Linked DNA regions of Anser cygnoides: region 1 is linked to region 2. A link is a contact called in public Hi-C data. All regions are on one chromosome and are shown on one strand. The core of a region is the stretch at or near the end of the contact, and the rest is flanking DNA. Distances in the headings are between cores, read along the strand shown. Region 1 has its middle 13 kb from the start of RPS12. Region 2 holds the start of EYA4 (EYA transcriptional coactivator and phosphatase 4).

The links. A called contact is a pair of places that touch in the nucleus more often than the background predicts.
Region 1: a Hi-C map of liver shows a contact between it and region 2, with 2.7 times the contacts expected there. The contact joins the enhancer-like site here to the promoter of EYA4 in region 2. A contact is called at or near these places in 2 of 7 Hi-C or Micro-C datasets (granulosa cells and liver).

What each region holds. Positions count from the first base shown.
Region 1 is chr3:62,447,271-62,451,601 of Taihu_goose_T2T_genome, reverse strand. No RefSeq gene overlaps it. Among named protein-coding and RNA genes, the nearest start is that of RPS12, 13 kb to the left of the region's middle. Within about 2 kb of position 1,476, at least 1 of the 3 cell types and tissues checked has open chromatin away from gene starts, as enhancers often do.
Region 2 is chr3:62,227,417-62,232,003 of Taihu_goose_T2T_genome, reverse strand. EYA4 (EYA transcriptional coactivator and phosphatase 4) reads left to right here and starts at 1,311. Exons shown (of 20, transcript XM_066994266.1): 1 at 1,311-1,589.

The DNA of each region.
Region 1 (4,331 bases), core at 227-2,726, 220 kb before region 2:
TTGGAGAGGAGGCAAGCAGCACACTGGTGATAGCTGTTCTTTCAGAGTAATATAGACGTATAGACAAAAGCAGTATTTCCTTCTGCTCCACCTTATGTATGTATCTCTTCTGTATTTGGAAAAAAAAAAAAAAAAAAAGTCCTGGATGGCCACACATACTGCAACAATTGAAAACAAGTCCTCATAGCAAATCTGTTAGAAGGCTGAAGCAATATGCAGGAACATTTTGTTCTGAAGTGAGTTGGAAAATGTTTCCTTTTCAGCTTGTGATTACATGCTAGTTGCACAATTCGGATCTCTTTTGTTGGTATTAGTTCATTGCATCAGCTACATTTGCACTAGCTAATGCATCTGTCCTGGGAACCTTAAATGTTTTTATCTTTTGAACTAATAAAACTTGGGCAACAGCGTAGAGAATGTCACATTATCCTGATTGTGCTTTATTTTTTAGTTAAGAGAAATTATCTCTGAATCCCAGTAACAGTTCAGGCCTAATGTTATTGTTTGAGGCTGCCAAAAATGTGCAAGTTTGTTTTTAAATGGAGCATCTAATTGAGATTTGGATTTAGATCAACACTCTGAACAATTGTCACCCCTTACTTTCCAGCTTTCAGCTGGTAGCAAAAGGGGGTAAAATATTCTCTCAACTAGTAAGCAAACTAGTCCTCCACAGGCTGCTTTATATGTATATATGTATATATAAATAATAAAAAATAAAAAAGCCACCTATGGTTTTGTGGTTAAAAATGGTGATGTAGATTTTACCTCTGCCGTTGAGCTCCTATGAGAGCTCCTATGTTGAGCTCCTCTTAGGCAAATCACTCGGAAATGTTCACAGAGGGTGATGCGTGTTTATTTTCTGGGTGCCCCAGCTTGCCTGAGCCTTGTTCTGTGGAACTGCCAGACATTCACAACTATTGAAACCTTGCTTTAAGCACAGAAAGTTACTTTATTTCTGAGAAATAAAGCATACAGGAGTCTCAGACGAATGAAGCTGAAGACAGTTTGACCCATCAGTCACTGTGGTACTGAGGCAAACCAGCGTGCGCATGGCGCCACCACGACCAGCTTGGGCGAGTGAGATATTTAGCACGGATAACGTCGGTTGGGTTGCTAATTTTGTTCTTTATATGTTTTTTTGGTAAATGCTCGCCTCTGGGTGTTTAACCCAGCGCCGTTTTGGAGCGGCGCCGTGGCGGCGCGGCGCTGCCCGGCTGCGACACAAGATGGCGGCCGTGCTGCGGGCACGGGGCGGCCGCGGCCCGGCAGCGGCCTGGGGAGGGGCGGCGGCAGGTGCTGCGCTGGTCCCGCCGGGCCGGCCGCGGAGCGAACAAACGGGGGACTGAAACTCTCTAACGCCTTTGAATGCTGTCGATTTTTATGCATATTTTCCAGCACTGCAGCCTTGTAAAATCCAAATGAGTCAGATGCTTCGGCTTTTACGGCGTGTAGAAACGCGTTTGCATAAACCAGAGGGCTTTGTTGTACAGCTGTGACTCTAATCTGTTTTTCTCGGAGCTGTAATGCACAGAGCAAGCGGTATTGTCTGCTCGCTTGCTTTCACAGAGACATCTTATTTAATGAATTAGCCAGAAAATTTGCGGAGGTTTTGGGGATATGTTTGAGTAGTCAATTGTTTAGAAATTTGCTTTGTACATTGGCTAGCTAAGTAGCACTGTATGGGACTAGAAAACACCAGTGTCAAACGAAGCATTTAACAGATTACACAGATTTAAGAGCCAGGATAGGTGAAAGCATTATTTTTTTTTTTTTTTTGTCTCTGCTCCCTCAAGTGTCTGATGTATTACAGCGTTCAAAGCATTTCAGTATGCTTATATTGTATTCACACATATGCAATGTATTTGAAACATTCCTACCAAGGAGATTGTGGTAAAAACTGTAACATGCAGCTTGCTGGGTTTCATTGTAAAGTAATATAATCTCCACATGTGCAAAAGCCAATGCAATATTTTATTTTTTGCTTACCCCAGGGAATGTGATATTAAATTTATCAGCTGAAGTACTTGAATGAGAACTCATAAATATTTTTTGAGGTGCATCAGTGGTGTACACGGGGAGGGAGAAGACATGCGGCATTGGGTGAGGAGGAAGTAGTTCATACTTCTCATTCTCTGCTGTCACATAATAGCTATGCGTTGGCCTTCATATGGAGTACTGGTAATTTTTCTCAGTGATTGAAAACAAGTTTTAAATTGGGGAGAATTTGTTAGTCACTGATTTTTATTGATAATTGAGATGTTCACAGTGCATACAGTGCTCTGGTCGTCTTGGAAGTAGAGGGGAGAGCTACTCAAAAGAGAGGTATCATTCTGAAAACGTTTTAGAAGCATGGGAGAGACTGTTGGACTGTTCTTTTTATCCAATGCACTGTAATTGTAGACAACCTAGCTGAGTGTAGTACTGTAAATCTAGGAGTTTGTGAACTCCATTAATGGAGTTATCTTCCAGGGCTTAAGCATGTATCTCTGCATAGTATTATCCCGTGTTGTGTTAGTCTAGTCACTTGTCTGGACTTAATTTGGGTGTCTCCAAAACAACTTTGTGGTTATTTAGAATAATCCAAGTCATGCTGAGTTAGCAGCTCTTTGTCATCATTGGCTCAATATTCAGCTGCAGCCAAAATTACCCATATCAGGAGGGTACTGAGAACACAACCAAAGACATCATTTTGCCACTGTAGAAAATCTTTGTACACCCACATCTTGAGTGCTGCATGTAGTTGATCTCCACACTTTGAGAAGAGTGTAATAAAGACATGAGAAAAACAAACAAACAAACAAAAAACATCTAAAGTTATTAAGGGGATGTAACACCAGGCGTATGCTCTCACTTCAATTTGGAGAGTAAGGTTCAAAAGGGTTCTGGTTGATTTACCAGATCAAGAAGGCAGTGCAGAAAATGAATGCTAAACTTACATACCAGGTCCTATAATACCATTTTGGGGATGTGAATTGAAACTGATAGGAGACAATTTAAAATAGATTTTAAAAAGTGTCTTTCTTCAAAGCATTTGATAAACTTGTGCAACTTACTATTGCAAGAAAGTATGAAGTCAACACATATCAAGAAATTCAAAATGTATTAGACAAATTAATGGATAAAAGGTGCAAATCAGATACTTTTGGGAATAGGTAGGGATATTGCTTATGATGTTCCTAATCTAATAGCAGGATGCAGGAGGAGTATGAAGATTGGACCTCAGATAGTCTCGTTCTGTCTGCTCTCCCTGAACAACTTCTGCAACAACCACTGTGTGAGACAAAACGGGGCAAGTGGATCATTGGTCTCATCCTGTGGGGCATTCCTGATAGGAAAGGATATGGCAGACATACACCTAGGAATACTAAAAGAACCCAGAGAGGTGCCCAAAGTCTCTTGTTCCATCATCACAGCCATTAAAAGTTACAAAAGATTTAATAGCACTTCCAGAGAAGAAGCAAAGAGGGGTGGCTACTTCAGTCCTCTGGAAGTCAAGAAGTTTGGGTGGCTAGAATGTTTTTACTAGACTTTTTCAGGAACCTGCTTAATTAGCATCTGGCCCAAAAATGAAGACTAACAGGGGCTGTAGGTGGTTCAGTGTAGTAGTCACTGAAGTGAAGGAAGCAATAAGCCCTTTTACTGTTACTTGAGAAGACTAGAACTGAGAACACACCTAATCCAGTTCGCTTTCTACATGCTTGTAGGTGATCAGATTAAAATGTTTTTAAGCTTTTTGCCTGCTGGGGTTTCTCAGGTCTTACAGTGGACTTTGCCATCTTGGGAATTACATTACTGTGATGCACTTCACTTGGAACCACTTGTCTATCCAGTTCAGAAACTGAAGTTGCTGCAGGACTGAATTTGGCACATGCTGTCTGTTGCCCTGCAAGTATATTGCCTTTGAGCACCAGGATGGGCTGTTTCCAAAAGGAGCTGTAAGTCATTTCTTCTGCTGCTCTGTAGGATCTCTAATGACCCAGGCCTGCCTATATTAGACAGTAGCTCATCTCTCCCCACAATATTTCAGCCATCAGAAAAGGTGAGCTGGCACTTTTTTGGTGTAATAGTGAGGGAGCTCTTGGCACTTCAGAAAGCATTTCTCCCTTTGATCTAAAATAGTCCATGCACATTGACTTAGCTGGCATACTGCAAAGTTCACCAGTTCTCTTAAGTTTTTCTGAGAGGAACAGAATTTTGAAGGTGGTGAAAGGGTGAGTGGGGGCAAGGATTTATTTGTTTTTTTCTTTCACTTAGCTGTTGTTGGCCTGCAATCTGAGGAGTGAAGTTAAATTTGTAATTTGTAAGGACTGTATTTTGAAATATTTGCCAGT
Region 2 (4,587 bases), core at 62-2,561:
GCCCATTGATTTTGTATGGGACCCTGCCTGCTTTCAGCGAAATCTATAGCAAAAGAGCAATGATGTTCAATGACAGCAAGTCTAGGCCCTTTATTGGGAGATTTGCCTTGTGCCAGGTAACAGCAGTGAGGTTCTCCCACCCCTCCTCAATCTGAAACTGGTTACATCAACAAAAATTATGTGTAATCTTGTTAAGTCACCTGCATCTTACATTTTAAGAGGGGGTGCAACAGATGGTTAAAAGTTTGCTTTAAAGTGGTATGTCTATTAAAACATTAAAACAAGCCAGGTTACTTGGTGACAGTTCCCTGTAGCAGGAATTTGCTTCATTGAAGTAAAGTGGAAGGAAACCAGACTTCAGAAAACCTTCATTATCGTGTTCAAGTGCCTCATATTAGAGCACTGCTGTTCACAAAAGTCCTCTCAAAAGGAACGGGCTGTTAGCACGTTTTCCTACAGAAGGAGTCTGTTAGCAAGATGGGTGCTGGTGTGAGTCACAACTGATACTCTGTAGCAGGGCTGTCAATTGCAATTATTTTCTGCAAATCTGAGTTCTTCCCCCTGCCAGTTGCTCTCTAAACTTCCAGTTTCAAAATTCACTTTCTTTTTCCTTTTTTTTTTTTTTTTTCTGGCTTGTCCTAGACTATGTCAATTTGAAGGCTGGCTTTTGGGGGCTTTTTGAGTTTAAATGTTTTTCTAGCTGTATTTGTGTAGGTCAAAGATTTTTCCAAGTCTGTTCTCTTTCTGAGTGGCGACTCTCCCAAGACAGCAAATACAAGTTTTTTATAGACTTGTTTTCATGAAGTTTTAGTCATCTGAAGTCTGAAATTATTTAGGAGAAAGATGACCATTGTCTGTACAATTCACTGGATGCAAATCATAAAATTCAAAGGCAGACAGCTTCAGTCAAGTAATGCTTTGAATAGTATCATTGAATGCAAGACCAAGCAAATGGAAGGCAGGTAGGAAAGAGTCTTCAGGAGTATGCAATTTCCCCCCCACCCCCCCACCCCCCCATTTCATGTGATTCACTGAGCTCAAAAGCTTCTGACGTGCTTCTTCTGAAGATCATGGCATTTCTCTGAATGTTGCTGTCATTCTCTCCAGCTATAGGGCCTAACTTCTGATTCATCTTCTGAATTTTTGACTTTATCCCTTTGAAGAGCAAAATTACTTGACAGAAAGAGGGTGATGCAACTGGTTGAACAAGAGCCAGCCAATCCACCCAGTGAAACCCAAGAGGAAATACACGGTTGATGGTAAGAGTGTGAAAAGTGACTAGGCAGGGATTTTCCTCCCCTTATCCACACTGGGTAGCGAAGAGGACCAAACACAGCTTTTGAACTTCCAGCAGAAAACAGCCTTCAGCTTCCAAGCAGGAAGTGTCTCCATTCACACTGACGAGCTTGAGAGGAGGGAGACAAACGCATCCCGTAAAAGGGTACTCTGTGGTGCTCGGTCAGCCTTCAAAGAAGACCAACCGTCCCAAGAAGCCAGAACCGCTTTACTGTGGTGGTTCTTTGTAGAACAAACAAGAGGGGACAGGCGGGAGAAGTGAACTGCTGGCTTTGGTACCCGGACTCAAGTGGGTCAGTGCCCCAGGCCCTTCAGCTCCTTTTCCTTCCTCTGCTCCCACCAACGCTCCGCAGGCACAGTGAAGGTGCGGGGTCAGGGCACGGCAGGACGGAGCAGCCCCCAGGCTCTACAGTGCCTTGCCGAGCCGTGCCGTGCCGTGCCGAGCCGTGCCGTGCCGTGCCGGGGCGGGCGGCAGCCGCGGGGCAGCCGGGCCGGTGCCTCCCGGCACAAGTGCACGGCACCGCCCGGGGCTGCGCTCCTCGCCCCGCAGCTCCCCGCTTTCGGGACCGGGCTTTTCGGCAGGGAGGGGGTTACCTTTCCTTAGCAAGGTCCCGTCCCTTGCCAGGGAAACTTCCTTACGTGCCTGTTGCGTGAGAGGCAACTGGTTGCGCTCGCTGAAGTGCGAAGAGTGTTTGGCTTCTCCCGCACCAGCCTCCTCCTCCGTCTCCCCCTCCCGCCCCGAGTCTCCCCTCCCGTTTTGCTCCGAGTTGCGCTTTATTTGTGTGTGGGGGGGGGGTGGGGTGGGGGGGGGGGGGGACGGGGACTTGTAGGGGGGATGTCCTGGTTTTGCCAGAGGAACAGTGCAAAAGGGGAACCTCGGCTCGGAGAAGGGACGAGAATAAATAAATAAGGAGCGGCCATAAAATAAAGGTAGTGGCATATCCCGGCGGCTACGAGAAGGTGAGTGTCTCCCTCCCGCCCCTCAGAGGTGCCGGGAGCCGCTTCGCTGTCGCATGTGCCCGTGTCCGTGCGGATGGGTGTGAGCGGGTGCTTGCGTTTAGGGCTCATTTAGCATTGTTTTCCGACAAAACAAAACGTTGCCGCGAAACAAGCGCCGTGGGAAGGGGCCGCGGAGCCGGCTCGGGCTGTGGCCCCGGGCACCGGGCGAGCCGAGCGGCAGAAATCCGCCCTCCGGTGCGAGCCGGCTGCCTTCCTCCCCACCCGGCCGGCCCCTCCGCGGCTGCCGGCCCCTGCCGCTCCGCCCTGGCCCCCCTTCCACCGGCTGCCACCGCACTGCTCCCGGCCCGAGCCTCCCGCAGCCCCCGGAGCGGGGCACGGGGAGCGGCAGAGGGCAGCCGGGCCCTACCGGGGGGCGCCCGCCCGCTCGCCGGCAGCAGGCACGGGGGGTGCCCGAGGGGAGCCACCGGCACCGTTCTCCGTGCCCGAAACCCCGAGGGCTGCCGGCCGCTGAGCTGCCCCCCCGGGCTGTCACCGCGGCCGAGGGGAGCAGCCCCCGCAAGGCCAGCGGGACCCCGCGCCCAGCGGTCACCGGCGTCTAAAGTTTCACCCGCGTTTGTGCGAGCGCTGCTCAGCGCCAGGGAGGCGCGCCGCTGCCCGGCCGCTATCCCGCGGGCAGGACTTGGTAGCGGGGCGCTCGGGGGGCCGCCGGGACCCAGCAAGTGGCGGTGTGAAGTGTCTGCTGCTTGCAACGCTCCCGGGACGCACGCCTGCCCAACCCCGGGGAGCGCCTCTGCTGGCTCGAATCTGAGCACGAAATCGTGCTAGAACAGTAAGAAACCAGTGTTTTCACTTCTCCGAGGTTTTATTTGCGGGCGTGGGACACCAGAAAAGAATTGCTAAGACTAGAAACTGTGTCCGAGGTAAACTAAGCAGCAGTTTAGAGCTACAGTGAGGTATGCAAAGCGAGCATCTTCTCTCACCGTGGAGTAAATATTTTTTTTGGTCTGACCTCAATATTTATTTGTTTATTTTTTGAAGACTGTACCTTGTATTAAAGCTGGGGTTCTTTCATTGTTTCATTTCCTTAACGCTCAAAAAGCAGTTTCCTAAAATTACCATGGGTTTGACTTTTTCCTGTAAGTATTTCTCAGAAATGCTGCCGAGTTACAAATGTTTGCACACCTACACTATGTATCAGATTGTGAGTAAGTGGAAATACAGATTGACGTTTCTCTATCTTCTTCCTGTCTGTTTTGACATCTAACATTAGCTGGGTTACGTCTTAAACAGTTCTTCCTGTTTTCTTTTGAAGTTTCTGGTATTTGCGTTACCAAATGGTCTTCAATCAAATTTAATAAAACTAAAAGAGGAATATGTTGACTAACCTTTTAGGTACCTTTGTTCAGATAATGCATATGCACCTATAAATAGTTATGTATATATGGTTGTACTGCTAATAAGCTTAGTTGAAGGTTATTCTTGCAGGATTTGTGTGTATTACTGGCTTCGCAACACTTTGCAGTAGAAATTTATTCTGCCTCATGGATAATGCCAATGCAACTGATAAATTCTAAACAAGGAATTTAATGAGTACAAAACTGGTCAGTTCCCAGGTAACTGCAGTTTCCAGTTAAAATGTTTCAAACAAGGCAACTAGAAATCCAGCTATAGATAGTATCCTGTTGCATATTTTTAGCCTCTGATGCAAGCTTTCAGAGCTACTGTTTAAACTTTATGTGACTTTCATATATCGCGTTCTACTTTTTAGTCCTAGAATTAATCAATGTTAAGCACTGAAACTTGGTATGGGAAACGTACCTGGTTCCATGATGACCTGGCGGAGTTGCACAATGTTCAATACAATCTTCAAGTGTTAAGATTTAAACTACTTTTTCCTCTATTAAATATGAAAGTTAATTCGTAAAGAAGAAAGAAATTCCTGGAATTTCTGTCAAACGCTGTAGGACGTAACTGTGAAGTTTTTATGTGTTATCTTTTTCTTTCGTGAAAGTAAGGATTTTATGAACTCGGGGTAAAACAGGTCTCCCTTTTTATAAGGAGAGTTTATTCAGCATACTTCTATATTGCAGCTGCTGATCATATTTCATAGAGCTGTTAAAGCACTTAAAACCTAAAATTAGGTACTGTCTGGTAGTAAATATTTCAAATCACTCCTTGAAGAAATAAATAAAATGGGCTTTAAAAAGAGACATTTTCAAATCTATCGTCAAACAAAAGTAATCTTGCTTTGCTTTTACTCAAAATAATACAGTTTCAATCTAAATCACTGTTTTCAACAGTGTGCATTTTTCTTAAGTTTTCTTCATTTCC